Regions from separate parts of the Mus musculus genome. Here region 2 is linked to region 1. Evidence: chromatin contacts called from public HiChIP or PLAC-seq data. All regions are on one chromosome and are shown on one strand. The core of a region is the stretch at or near the end of the contact, and the rest is flanking DNA. Distances in the headings are between cores, read along the strand shown.

Evidence for each region. HiChIP or PLAC-seq counts read pairs in DNA pulled down with a chosen protein or histone mark.
Region 2: a contact with region 1 is called in an H3K27ac HiChIP or PLAC-seq map of embryonic stem cells, with 4 times the contacts expected there. The contact joins two enhancer-like sites. A contact is called at or near these places in 1 of 39 promoter capture datasets (frontonasal cranial neural crest) and 3 of 115 datasets of contacts at active chromatin or transcription factors (astrocytes and embryonic stem cells).

Annotation. Positions count from the first base shown.
Region 1 is chr14:99,345,479-99,352,911 of GRCm38.p6, forward strand. It overlaps the pseudogene Gm22984. Among named protein-coding and RNA genes, the nearest start is that of Klf5, 51 kb to the left of the region's middle. Within about 2 kb of position 3,488, at least 28 of the 459 cell types and tissues checked have an H3K27ac peak or open chromatin away from gene starts, as enhancers often do. A contact at or near this core is called in embryonic stem cells, where this site is marked.
Region 2 is chr14:101,657,050-101,664,482 of GRCm38.p6, forward strand. All of the region lies in intron 2 of Uchl3 (ubiquitin carboxyl-terminal esterase L3 (ubiquitin thiolesterase)), which reads left to right. Among named protein-coding and RNA genes, the nearest start is that of Uchl3, 6.8 kb to the left of the region's middle. Within about 2 kb of position 4,947, at least 34 of the 459 cell types and tissues checked have an H3K27ac peak or open chromatin away from gene starts, as enhancers often do. A contact at or near this core is called in embryonic stem cells, where this site is marked.

The DNA.
Region 1 (7,433 bases), core at 2,238-4,737:
GGTGGTACACTGTTGTAATCCTAGCACTGGGAGGGCAGAGGCAGGAAGGTTGACTTGAGTCTGGAGGACTTATTGAGTAACAGACTAACCAATGCTATAAACTCAAGGCCCTGTCTCAACAACACATAACAAAACTCAGCTGGTAGACTGGTCCATGCCTTTAACCTCACTCAGGCCTCCGGAAGCTGAGGCAGGAGAGTTCTGGAAGTTCAAGGCCAGCTTGATCTACAAAGTGAGTTCCAGACCAGCCAGCACTATATAGAAAGACCCTGTCTCAAAACAAATAGAAGAAGAAAAGAAAAAAAAAAACAAAAAAAAAACCAAAAGACAATTCACTAATTTGATTTCTATTTCTTACTTCTGTCTCCAAAGTTCTCTGAAGTGCATTTCATAGTCTATGGCATCTGGAACTCAACTGACATGGACTTGGTTGTCTTTCCAAAGTTGACTAATCTGGAACGTCTCATCCCAAGGACACGTACATCTTGATGTATAATCTTAGAGTGTTCTGGATGAAAATGAGAACTTTCTTTCTTATCTCGTTTCTGGTATTTCTCATGACTTGGGGATCATCTGCACCATTCTTATTTTCCTCTGTCTGAAGGCGTAATTCAGTCCACACAAAACAGTCCTGCTTCAGAGCTGACTGGTCAGTGACTGAAGCAAGCAGCACACACGACGCTCTTAGGCAAACGCCAGGCCTGAGCTGTGTCTCTGACCCAATGCACTTTATAGTAATATTTGAGAGGTTCCACTTGTATCAGACTTTTGACTTGAATACTTCCTTTCGTATAGAGGCAAAGAAGATGAAAAAAACCCATTCTGACAATGTAGGCTTTATTTGTTTCTTGCTCTCTAAACTCCCCAACAGCTAACTGTGCTTAGATAACTGATGGAATTAATGTCTGGGATATTGAAGGAATTACATGCCAGCGAAGGGGCTAGCTAGTTGGTAGAGTATTTATCTAGCACGAATGAGGCGATGGGCTCAGTCTCTAGCCCAGCATAAAGTTGAGTGTGATCCTTAACTGGAATCTCAACACTGGGGAGGTGGAGGCATGGGGGTCAGAAACTCAAGGTCATCCTTAGATTGTATAGTGATCTCGAGTCTGCATGAAACCAAGTCTGAAAATGGAGTGAGATAAAAAGATTGTAATAGGGCTGGTGAGATGGCTCAGTGGGTAAGAGCACCCGACTGCTCTTCCAAAGGTCAGGAGTTCAAATCCCAGCAACCACATGGTGGCTCACAACCATCTGTAACAAGATCTGACTCCCTCTTCCGGAGTGTCTGAAGATAGCTACAGTGTACTTACATATAATAAATAAATAAATAAATCTTAAAAAAAAAGATTGTAATAATAGAGCATGTTTGTAGAAGCAGCACTCTGAGCTTGAAGAATTCTGCGAAGAGCCTCACTTCTGAGGATGCTGGAATACACAGGACATGACACGTAGACTTAACTTTAGCTCCTTTGCTAACGAGAACGCCTTGCACAAGATACTTAATCTTTAGAAACTCCTGTCCCTCCCTTGCAAAGCAGAAGTAATACCTGCCCTGCAGCTTATTGTGAAGATTAAGTGTGATAATGTATGGAAAACTTTGAGGCTCATGACTGGCCTTGAGAGTGCTCATCCACCAGTTACTGCTTGGTATTTATGGTGTCCTTTTCTTTCAAGATAATAAAACACCTGGCATCATCTGCATTCCCGAAGTTCAACTATTTTCTAGCTGTTGATATTGGATAGTGAAAGAATTTTGATATGCACCTTAAGTCTATATCCAGCAGCCTGTAAAGATTCGTTCACGATACAGACTTTTTATCTAGCTCTTTGGTTTTGTTTTTTTGAGATAGAAGTGGGGGAAGGAAAGGCTTACTCTGTAGCCCAGGCTGGCCCAAGTACCCAGCCTGGTCTCCAACTTCTGCCAGTTCTACTACTTCAGTTCGCCAACTCCCAAGTGCTTGGATTACCGGTCACTAGAAACAGCTACAACCTAGGAACATCATAGGATAAAAAGCTGAGCAGGTGGTAAGATGGATATAAATATGTCAGCCAGTATCTTTCCTCATCCCAAATGCATCCCTTCTCAAGAGTCACCTGATCCTTAAAAATAGATAACTTTCAGCAGTCAGGAGGTAGGAACAAGAAGCCTGAGGCTCCAAAGGCAGCCCTGACTACTTAGAATTTGAGGCCAGTGTGGGATACCTATTTAGAAAAAAATACGAGAAAAAGTTCTGTCAATTTTTCTCTTTAAGGACCATTAAGAGAAAACGAGGAAAAAAACGACATTTTAGAAAAGAAAACATCTTCGTACAAAAGCTCTCTCAGTTCAGCTTTGTTATTCCAGTGTTGTCGGGTGTGGGTATTTTTATGAAATATCACATGCTGAAATGCTGAGCAGGTGCTGGGATGGAGATAAATACACAAGCTGGCATCTTTCCTTTGAGACAGAGAAGTGGCCAGTACAATTCCATTAAGTTGTTTTTGCTTCCAATACCCCCTCCTCCCCATCCCGAGCCTGGGATGGGACAGAAGACTTTAAATGGCTAAATTAGGTAAGGCAGAAAAAGTGCGCTGGCCTCGTTAGCTTCAAACTTCCCTATATGACTCGACTGTGCAGCAAGGACCTAGAAATACCTGTCCCGTCACTAACCTGCCATTTAACACAGCCACAAACAGTTTACTGTGATTTTAATCACTCATTCCTCCTCCTAACAGCCGAATACGGCTTCCTATCAATATGAGACACCAATAAATACTTCCCACTCCCTGGGGTTTGGGACACTCCCGGCATCTAGCTGCCTGAGGCCTGAATCCACTCCCTAGAGGTGACAGGCGCTGGGTGGTCTAGCTGACCACCATCACGGGATGTCTTGTGCTCAAGTCTTCTGGGAACTTGAAGTTCCCTCAGATCCAGTCTGGGCGGTAGGAGATGCAAGGACGACATCTTTGTCCTCTGGTCAGCAGCAGTGACTGTGTGCAAGGCACAGTGTACAGTAAAACCCCTCTCTCCTTCTAGGCCTTCATCCTGGCCCCAAGAAGAAACACAGGGCACTGGATAGCCAACCTGAGATTGCCACTGACTCTGATCATGACTTGCATGTCAATTATACCCTGTGACGTCGCTTTGCGTATCAGTCTAGAACAAACTGGATGGTTTCCCAAATGCTTAAATTAGAAGCAAAAGGCCAACATTATAAAATACAGACGTCTCCTTTTTTTCTTCTGCCTCACAGAGAACGTTAGCATCTGATGTGCTGGTGACTAAAACAAAAAGATACCGAATCCGGGGGAATTTATTCTTTTGTATGTGTGTCTGCCACTTTGTCCAGACGAACACTTCTGTTTGGAAAGAGCTGTTTTTCAAAAAACAAACAAACAAACACACAAACAAAGAAACAAAAACCAAGCCACTCCCTAGCTGGAGCGTCAAAACCTGCCTGACTGTAGTTTTTCTGCAATGCTGCTGTATAGGAAGGCTTTGGCCTTTTCTTTCTTTTTTCCTTTCAATCACAATTCCTAGGAGTCAACCTCTACCCTGGTTTGGGATCTCTTGGTTTCATTCCTTCAGCTGTTTGACCTGATTATCAATGAAAGCACTCTGGGATCTGGGGACAACACCCTTTCCCTTTTAAATGTGCCCAGAGTCAGCGGGCTCCTCCAGCTCAGAATTTAATTTGAGGGCTGCAAGAGCGGTTCAGTCCCCCCCACCCTGTTTTGAAATTTGATTCCCCCCTTCAGGTCACTGTCTGTCCCCTCTCTCAGGAGTCCTCCCTGAATCTCCCATAACATGAAAAGGAGCCCAGCTTTGAGAGGGACAAAAAAATCACAGTCACAGGACACTCTGTCAACATTTTAAGTTCAAACGGGATTCTCTTTTATAAGACCATTTCTTATTTTCTGTTTTTCTTAGAACCCAGCCCATTACTGAATTATAACAAGTGGGAAAAAAAAATGCTAAGAAGACATTTGTTAGCTATGGAACCAGAAAACGCTCAGGAAAAGACTGATTGTAACTGTGGCCTGTGTCGTTGTTTCCAGTCATCTTGTTTTGACGATAGTGATTTTTCTACTCAGTTTTTAAAAATAGGATTTATAACGTATGAAGAAATGATCAATCAAAAACCAAAAATGACTGAACTGCATTTAAGAACTGTTATTTTGTTTTTGTTGTTGTTGTTTGTTTCTTTTGTTTTGCTTTGTTTTGTTTTCCTTCTGTCTCTTCTTGTTTGTTTTTCAAGAGCCCTGGCTGTCTTACACTTTTTCTAGGCTGGCCTTGAATTCAGAGATCGGCCAGCCTCGGCCTCTGGAGTGCTGGGATTAAAGACGAGCGCCACCTGTTTCTGTTACAAGCTGGTGCTTTAAGCAAGACACATAGATTGACATAAACATATTCTGGCTGAACAAAGAGACAGCTATTAGGAAGAGAAGAAAATAATTTCCATTGAAAATGGTCGAAAGGGCATAAACTAGGGGCTTTGAAGAGGAGAAATCGGGAACACATGGAAGGTGAGCTGAGGTATTGGTTTCACCTTTCCTAAGTTTGCCCTTTGTGAGTTAGTGTGGTAAATAGAAAATTGTGGCCTAGGGTCCTGCCCCAGCAGGGTGTTCAAATGGCCTGTTGTGTCTTGGGAAGAGTTTCCTTGTTCCTGTGGTCCTCAGTTTTCTCATTCCTTTTTTTTTTTTTTTTTTTTTTTTTTTGTGGTTTTTCGAGACAGGGTTTCTCTGTGTAGCTCTGGCTGTCCTGGAACTCACTTTGTAGACCAGGCTGGCCCTGAACTCAGAAATCTGCCTGCCTCTGCCTCCCGAGTGCTGGGATAAAAGGCATGCGCCACCGCACCCGGCTAGTTTTCTCATTCCTTAAGAGAGTGATAAATTGTCTGTCTGGCCTCTTTTTGCGAATCTCCTCATGTTTGCTTTCGGGAGGATAACAAAGAAAATGTGTTAAACACTACAGTGTACTCATATAGGTAAAATAAAATAAATAAACCTTTTAAAAAGTATATTTCATATTTTTCTTTGAATATGATCTTGTCTAGTGAGTGTTGTTTTTGTGTGTTTTTTCTCTTCTTCTGTCCTTCCTTCAATCCATACTTCCTTCCCTTGTTCTCCTCCCGCCTTTTCTTCCTCCACCTCCCTTCCTTCTCCTCTCCCTCCTCATCCCCTCCTCTTCTTCTTCCTCCTCTTCCTCCTCCTCCTCCTCCTCTTCCTCCTCTTCTTCTTTTCTGAGACACAGCCTCCCTGGCTTGGAAGTCTTACCTCAGCTTCTGAATGTTGAACCCACAGCCACGTGCCACCATGCCTGCCACAAACACCAGGGTTGTTTATCTGTTTCTAAATTCTGCAAGTGTGTGTATTGAAGGACTTGTGTTCCTAAATTCTGCAAGTGTGTGTATTGAAGGACTCTGTTGAGCAAAATGTTTGAAGGAAATAATATACACTTTGTGCTTTTTAATTTTGTTTCTGTCTTTCCCTCCCTCCCTCCCTCCCTCCCTCCCTCCCTCCCTCCCTCCCTCCCTCCCTCCCTCCCTCCCTCCCTTCTTTTCTCCCTCCCTTTCTTCTGTCTCAGAATTTCTCACCCTGGTCTCATGCTCTCTCTGCAGCAAATGAAGCCCTGGACCTGCCATCACTTTCCATGTGCTAGGATCTCAGGCTTCAGCCACCATACCTGGTTTGATGTGATCGGGGCTCAATCGCAGGGCCTAGCACATACTAGGAAGGCACTCTTCACAACTGAACTGCACACCAATCCTTTATCTTGTTTATAATAATAAAAATGTTTCATATTTTTGGCTTCCCCTTTATGTGGAAATAACTCCAAAATTTGAAATAAAAGCCATCTGATACTAAGACAAGAGTCTTGATTTTCTTGGATAATGTTTGTTGGTTCTGAGAGTTGGCAAGCTTTTTGAGGCAGACGTCTTGTAGGCCTCACCCGTCTTGTAGGCCTCGCGCTGTATTGCTGAGCACTTTGTGTGGTATTTGCCTTAGACTTGCTTGGTTACTGATCAGGTCTAGATTTTTTTTCCCTGTAAAAATATGCATTATGTTCTTTTTGTTTGTTTTGTTGTTTTTCTAGACAGGGTTTCTCTGGGTAGCTCTGGCTGCCCTGTAACTCGTTCTGTAGGCCAGGCTGCCCTCGAACTCAGAGATCTGCCTCCTAAATTCTGGGATTAAAGGCAGGCACCATCGCCAGCCAGCTGTGCGTTGTCTTCTCTGGTGTAGTGGTTGGAGATTGCTATGGATCACAATTGTTTGAGCTGCATCTTCTACTGTTATGCCTTATTGGAAATATTTTCTTTCAGGTTTATATTCACATTTGGGCACGAGTACTGTTGTTTATCTTGTGAACCAGGGTAACTTCTTCACATGACACTGGGAAGGTGACAGCCAATGTCGTGCTGCTAAACTAACTACAGGAACGGAAGAGAAAAAGTGGACCTTGTAGTTAAGAACTGATAAGTAACAAATGTGCAAGGGTTGATCATTTAGTGAGCAATGGGTACAGGGCATTACTGGGATAACTTAATTACATGGTTGTTGTTTTGTTTTATTTTATTTTATTTTATTTTATTTTTCCTAACTCCAAAAATCCATTTAATATATTGTCCTCGGATAGAGGACGTGTCAGACATTAAACTGATAAGAACAGATACTATACTTGATCTTAGCCAAAAGGCCCAGAAGTGATTTATTTTATTTTTGAGTCAGGGTGTGTGTGTGTGTGTAGCTTTGGTTGTCCTAGAACCCATTCTGTACACCAGGGTGGCCTTAAATGGACAGAGATATGCCTGCCTCTGCCTCCCAAGTGCTGGAAATAAAGATGTGTTATCTACTGCCTGGTTTAATTATCTGTGTTTTTAAACCATAGAACATATTTGAAATGACATGGTTTAGTTACATAGAAATAAAAAGAGTTGCTAAAATGCTCCTGTGTGTGTAGGGTATCGTGAAAAGCTGTCTTCTGGGAGTAATTACCATTATACTCATGATCCACTGAGCCTGTGGCTCCTGGCACCAGATCTAGGGAGCACCAGCCAACATTCAAGAAGGCAGCATTAACTGGACTCAGTAGGATTCGTTAACTGGAGTCTCTCTCTCTCTCTCTCTCTCACACACACACACACACACACACACACACACACACACACACACACACACACAGAGAGAGAGAGAGAGAGAGAGAGAGAGAAAGAGAGAGAGAGAGAGAACATGGAACATTGAACCATGGATGTGAGCAGGGGGTTGGAGGGGCTTGAGAAGAGTTGGGTAGGGTAAGACAAGACTAGGATATATTCCATACATGTATGGAATTGCCAAAGAATACAGAAAAGATGGCTTAGAAGGGTAAACACATGGAATGTTCTCAAAATGCTTTTGTGTTTCTAGAGAAGGTGCAGAGGTGATTTAGCATGGGTCCTCTGGGTTTCAGT
Region 2 (7,433 bases), core at 3,697-6,196, 2.3 Mb after region 1:
TTAACAACATAAGACCATAACCAAAGTCAACCTTTTTTATATTGAAGATTTGATTTACCATTTAAAGTCTATCAATGTAATTAGCCTTATCAGTTGGTGAAAAAAATCTAGTGATACTAAATGAAAATAATGATTAAGATGATACTAATTATTGTTTTAAGGAAACAACACAAAGTCTGTGATTTGGCAGATACAGTACCTTACTCCTAGGTAGCTTTGATAAATTCTAAAATGCATTTACTTACACTCAATAATTTTGAGGACACCTTTTGTATTACCAGTTGTCTGAGCAGGAACGAGTTATACTTTGGTGGTAAATTAGGATTGTTTTTCTAACCAGTGGGAAGGCAGAAAGGAAAAGCAGGCAAGGAAATCATTAGCCATTGTTGAAAGAGCAAGGAGAAAATTCCCAAGGTGTTGGGTCAGAATCTAGTAGGTACGCTGCGGCGCTGTGGTGTCACTTGGTTTACTTCTTGTTTTCTAGCCACATGTGGCAGCACACATCTGTAGTCCCAGTACCATCTGGCAGTTATGGGTCTTCTTAACTCTTAGTCTGAACAAGGACTGTTTTATGCTGTGGTGATGCCTGGTGTTATGTGAGAACAGTCATCATGTCTGTAGCAGGAGGATTAGTAATACCTGCTAGGCATCATCTGGAAGAGCTGTGACATATAGTCCATCTGGTAAACAGCCAGTTTTTTGTTTATTTTTATTTTTAGTATCCTGTCGACCTCTTTTAAGATACTTCGTTTTGCTACAGATTTGACTTAAAATAGTTAGAAAAAAATTTAAGCTCTACCTTATTTACGTATATATATATATATATATATATATATATATATATATATATTTAAATGGGTAAAAATAGCTGATGGAAAGTTGCAGATAATTGAGCATTAAGAATTACAACTTTTTCATGGTGCCGCACGCCTTTAATCCCAGCACTTTGGAGGCAGAAGCAGGCGGATTTCTGAGTTCGAGGCCAGCCTGGTCTACAAAGTGAGTTCCAGGACAGCCAGGGCTACACAGAGAAACCCTGTCTCAAAAAGCCCAAAAACAAACAAACAAAAAAAAAAGAATTACAACTTTTTAAAGAAGAATAGTTGATCTGGGTAACTGTATCACCTATGAGTGTACTAGACCTGCATGTAGTTTTTTTGTCATTTGAGTATGGTCAGTTGATTATCTAATATATATGTATATAGAAAGAGGGAGCGGGGGAGAGGAAGAGGGGAATAGTTGTAACTTAGAAGAATTATGAGCTTTTAAATAGGGAACCTCCCTAGAGTTGTGATGTTATTGTGATGTTATTAAGGAAGTGGTATTTTCTTGTTTCCTATCTAAAGGAAACTTAAGCATCCCATGACTTAGTTTTGCTACTTATGTACATGATTAAAGTTAGAACTAGAGTTGGAGGCCATCTGCTAGATTATTACTCCTTCTGTCACTTTATAGTGACCACTCCTCTGACATACCCATGGGCCACTATTTTTCATTGTATCTCTTGGCCTCTTAGTGGCATTAGAAGAGCAACCTGCGTTCTTGAAACATCATCTTTTACATTTTTACTTTTCCGATAATTCTGATATTTCTAATTTCTCAATTACTTTTTAGGCTGTCTCTGTTTTTGCCTTCTCTGGAGGTTCCTGGGGACTTCCTTTGTGAGGTTACCCTTGATTGTCAACTTGGTGGATATAGCTGTATGAGGGGCTTTCTAGATTAGGTGTATTTTGTTGGGAAGACCCAAAATGTGGGTACCATTCTGTGGTCTGCAGTCTAGGACTGAATGAAAAAGTCATGGTGGTAGAGCAGGTCAGGGTGCTTGCCACCAAGCCTGATGGCCCGAGACTGCTCTGGGACCCACAGGATAGAAGGAGAGCACCAACTCTTGGAAGTTAACCTTAAGTTGCTTTGCCAGGGGTTTGATCACAGCCTCAAGGAAAGCAATGCCATGCCGTCTAGAGCGTGGTTGTACTCCTCTATGGTATTTCCTGATCTGTTGTTTTTATAACATTTGCCATGACATCGACGGCCCCAGTGGCCCTCTAAGCTCTTCCTTCTTCACCATCTTGAACACCTGTGCATTTAACTACTTTGATATTTCCATCTGGATACTATTAATACCTTGAACAATAGAGCTGAAAAAGAAATGTGAATTTCCGTCCTCGGAACCACTTTCTTCCTGTGTCTTCCAAAGGGATTGCAATGCATCCTTAGCTCAAGCCAGCGCTATGACTCTTCTCCCTGACCATGCCATTTGGAAGATGCCATGGTGTCTCTTGATTCTCTTGAGTAAATGTCTCTGGCCTGCTGTATGTGTACTCTGAGATCGTGGCTGTCTAATCTTTTCTGTAATCCTTCTGATTGTGTAGATTGTCTTCGCAGTGCAAGCCACTCGCCTGGACCTGGTCGGCCACTGTGGACTTCTAACTAGTTGTGCTTCTTTTCTCCCCTAAAAGCCGTCGTCCCTGCTTTGGTTTGGCTTTAGAAAAATGCACACAGCATGTCGTAATTTTCTGCTTCAGACACTAATGGCCTTTAGCGATCGTTTTTAGAGTCCACTGCGAGCCCTGCACCGAGGCCGGATGAGAGGCGCTGCCTGCTTCTACCCCGGCTGAGCTCCTCAGGCTGCACTTGGGTTCTTGAATGTGGAGTCTCTTCTTGCTTCAGAGGCTTCACTGCCTATCCGTAGCTTGAGTCACTTTATTGTAGTTGTTTTATGGCAGTATTTTTTGGTCGTTTATAGCTCAAGTTCCAGACATCTCCCGGGTTGTCTTGTCTTTGTGTGTGTGTGTGTGTATGTGTGTGTGTGTGTGTGTGTGTGTGTGTGTGTGTGTGTGTGTGTGTGAGACATACTAATGCATGCATGCCACGCCTCCCTTTCCTTTACCGCTTTCCCTTCCCTTTCTCTTTTTGTTTGTTTTCTTTCTCCTCCCGCACCCCTACTCTTTCCTCCTCCCTCCCTGATTTTCTTTTTACACAGGGTTCTGTAGTGGCTGAGGCTTGCTTTGAACCCTTGTTTCCTGTAAGCATGAATATGTAACCATATTCAGTTAATTTCTTCAACATTTTTACTTTGTGAAATTATTTAGATTTCTCCTTCTCCCTCTCCCTTCTCCCCTCTCTCCTCTCCCTCTTCCCCTCTCCCTCTCTCTCTCTCCCTCTCTCCTCTCCTCTCTCACCTCTCCCTCACTTTCTCCTTCCCCTCCCCCTCCAGTCCTAACTGTCTTAGAGCTTGTTATGTAGACCAGACTGGCCTTGAACTCAGAGTTCTACCTGCCTCTGCCTTTTGAGTACAGGCATTAAAGGCTTTCACTACCACGGACGCCACACCACCCAAGTCTCCCTAAATCAATCAATCTATCTTTCTTTCTTTCTTTTTTTCTTTTTCCTAGACAGGGTTTCTCTGTGTAGCCCTGGCTGTCCTAGAACTCCCTCTGTAGATCAGGCTGGCCTCGAACTCAGAGATCAACCTGCTTCTGCCTCCCAAGTGCTGGGATTAAAGGTGTGTGCCACCACTGCCCACCCTCCCTGAATATGAATGAATAATGAACAAAATTCTGTCTTCTAAGGTGCTTTAATTTTTTTTTTTATTTTACAGCAATGAGAAGAACATTTGACTAGTAAAGTGATGTTTATTTATTTTTTTTTTAAGATTTATTTATTTATTTATTTATTTATTATATGTAAGTACACTGTAGCTGTCTTCAGACACTCCAGAAGAGGGAGTTCACATCTCGTGATTGGATGGTTGTGAGCCACCATGTGGTTGCTGGGATTTGAACTCCTGACCTTCGGAAGAGCAGTCGGGTGCTCTTACCCACTGAGCCATCTCACCAGCCCTGTTTATTTATTTCTGCTGGGACGTTTTGCCTTCTTATAACTTCCTTAAATTGTCCATCAGTCCTTCCATTCAAAGCATGTAGAACAAATCTGATTGCTCTTTCTTCGTATTAGCACTGTCTTCAACCAAGGTGGAGTCATTTCGGTCTTCCCCAACATGCATGCCCACATGTATTAGTTACCTTTCTGGCGCCTTGATGAAACAGTATGACAGAGACAGCTCAAGGAAGAAAGAGCCTGTTGTGGCTTATGGTTCTAGATGGGTGAGAGTCCATGGTGGTGGGGAAACCTTAGTTGTACATGCTAGGCATGAAGGCTGGAGCAGCAAGCTGAGAGCTCACTGCTGAACCACAAACACAAAGCAGGGTGCAACCAAGAGGAAGGCTGAGGCTACTCATAGCATGCTTCCAGTGATCCATCTCCTGGAGCAAGCCTGCTGAATCTCCCCAAACAGCACCAGCTCCCATAGACCACGTGCTGAGATCTGTGAGCCTGAGGGGATTATTGAAACCACCACACTGTCTTCCACTGGGGTGTGGCTCTAAATCCTATGGTCCCTGCCGCTGTCTTTGGGGTCCTCCCCTCGTCCTTAGCCATTATGAAAGAGAATACTGTTACCATAATCCACGCTGCGTCATCTTTGCTTGGTTCTGTGAGCTGTTGCTGTATTGTCCTGAAAGATGCTTCTGAGGAACCAGTGTGTGTGTCTCTTTCTGGTCATTTACACTTAGTCCACATTGAACCTGCAGTGAAGTAACTCTCGTCTTTCTCTAACACACACATAAAATATTTCCACTGATTTCCTGTCCTGGGGTAAGGAAATGTGCTCTTGGCTTATTTTGAGTCAGTCTGTTAAACTTTGTTCACCTAGTTTCTAAGCTGTGACTCCTGTTTAACTTATTTTCCTAGTTCCATGCATACATGTGGTTTCCACCAGTGCACTCTTACTCAGAGTAGTAGGAAACAGTCGCTAGACAAGTGTAATTATGTCATAACTATACTCACTAATGAGCCAGTAACGAGCAGGAGCAAAGGAGGTCCTGAGAGAGCTTTGTGGCTCAGGTGAAGCTGCTCACTTAGAAAGCTCAGGCCCTGGATCAGCCCCTGACCCTGCTGGCAGGGTGGGGAGAAGGCTGCAGAAAGGAGTTTTAGGACAGAGTTTAAAGGAAGTGATTTCTCCCTGGGACTCTTACTGTTTCTTCTTCTCTTCCTCTTCCTCTTCCTCTTCCTCTCCTCCCCTCCCCTCCCCTCCCCTCCTCTTTTCTTGTCTTTTTAAAGGAGAACTATTTTTGATTTATGTGAGACTGCATATGTCTGCAATAACCCAGCTGGCCTGGCACTGGTGATCTTCCTGCCCCATCTTCCTGAGTGCCAGGGATTACAGCTGCTTGCCACAGTGCCTGAATTGAAATATCCCTGATCTGGTGGCAAGTTTGTGTTTGGACTGTAGAGTACAAAATTATCTTTTTTTAGGATTACTAAATGCATTATGATACAATAATGATAATAGTGTACTTATAGTGCCACTACTGCCTAGATTTCATTTATACCATCTTCTTTTAAAAACAGGCATTTTTTTAAAATTAAAAAAAGTTTTATGGCTGCATATTGTAATTTATAAATTATATATTTTAATTAAACAAAAATTTAAAGTTGTGAAATTTTAGTGAACTAATCAGTTAGATTTTTTTTGTTGTTGATACTGTTATTTTATTATCCAGTGTTTAAACAGGAAAAGGCCAAAGACTGGTTCTAGAGGTTATAACCCCCCCTTCTTGTGCTATCCAAACACAGCACTTCAGTTAAGTAGAGATGGTTTTGTAAATACACACATGGGCAACTTCTTACATCAGCAATGGTGAGAACTCTTCGTGAATCTAGTTAGTTTCGTGGGGATTTTTCCTTTGATTTGTTTTTTTTTTTTTTTTAATTTTTTTTTTTTTTTTAATTTAAACCTGGAACTCACTGGTTTCATTATACTGGCCAGCAAGAACCAGGGATTCTCCTGCCTTAGCCTGTCGAGTCGTGGCATTACAGGAGTGTTCCACACCCAGCTTTTTATGTGGATTCTGAAGGACTGAGCTCGGGTTCTCAAGCTGCGTGGAAAGCAAGCGCTTTTCCACCTGAAACCCCCACAGCCATGAGTTCAGTTTTTAAGATTATTATTTTGTGTTTCCTCATAGTTTTACAAATTTAAGTAAAAAAATTGCTGTAGTTCCGTAGATTTTCTTACTTACCTTTAAACTTGACTATGGTAGAATACCACATTGTTTTTCAAAATGAGACAATACAACTGTCTGGGTTTATACTATTCAACTAATTGTAGTTGACCTTTTACAAAATGTGTCTTTTTAACCTTTTCGTGTTTGTTTTAAATGCAGATCTGGAGTTTGTTTTGTATGGAAACTGGGCAGTTTTGTGATTACTCTGTTCTTTGAGACAGGGTCTCACTGTGTCTGGAACTCAATACGTAGAACAGCTTGTCATTGAACTCATAGAGAGCCTCCTGCGTCTGTCTCCCAAGTCCTGGGATTAACAGTGTCTGCCACCATGGCCAGCTGTAGTTAACTTTTAAACTGTTTATCCCTTGTATTATGTGATGGCTTCTGATGAGTGACTCATAGCAACCAGGATCCAGAGGTTTGAGCTAATAGATACTCATTGAATTGAATTTTTATAGCATATCATTTCATCAAGAAGTAATTCTTGTTAAGATTTAATGATTCTTATGATTTAAGACAATGTGCTATTTAATCATTCATCGTGTTCTTAGCTTGGTCTTAATTAGTGTCATTGTAACTGGTGCCTTTAGATTTTGAATCTTGCTTAGTGCTTATTTTTGTTAGCTTTTTTGATTTATACTAAAGTCTCTTTACAGTAACTTAGCAGTTTTGTCCAGGTTGCATTCTTGTGAGAATGTTTCTTTATTTTGTAGTACATGCATGGAACTACTGAGCCATATGTGCCATTTTGTGTAACTTTATAATAAGTATGATTTTTATGAGTATCAAAATTAACACATTCTCTGATCAGGTCTTACAATTAGAGATGTTACTTACTAGTTGGGTAGTCTTGGTGCTTTCAGATTCTTGACATCTCATTCAAATCACTGAAACAATGCACAGAAATTTGCAAAGGTAGCAGGAAGACTTTTATTTTGTGAAGTGATGGAGTAAGTCGGATACACTGTTGAGGGGCACAGTGAGCCATGTAATTGAAGCCCTTCTAGGGCCCAGTTGGTGTTTGTCACTTCCTTTTATACGTTCACATGAAGGTAAAGTTTAGATTGGGATGTAGTTTGAATGGTTCAATATTTTGATTGAGAGATGTTAAATTACATGATCATTTTTGTATTATACATATGCCTTTCTATAATGTATCTGATTTTAATCATATCCATGCCCAATTATGTCTGGGCAGATAGTAAATAGAGGATTTTCACTTTAAGTACAGTTTGTTTAACTGCACATGTACCCCAAACCAGTTCAGACTGGATCGGCCTTCCCATTCTTTGGCATGGGCTGTGCGTGCTAACAGGATGCTAAGTGCATTATTCAGAGGAGGGGGTGTGTGCATAGTACATGTGGGTA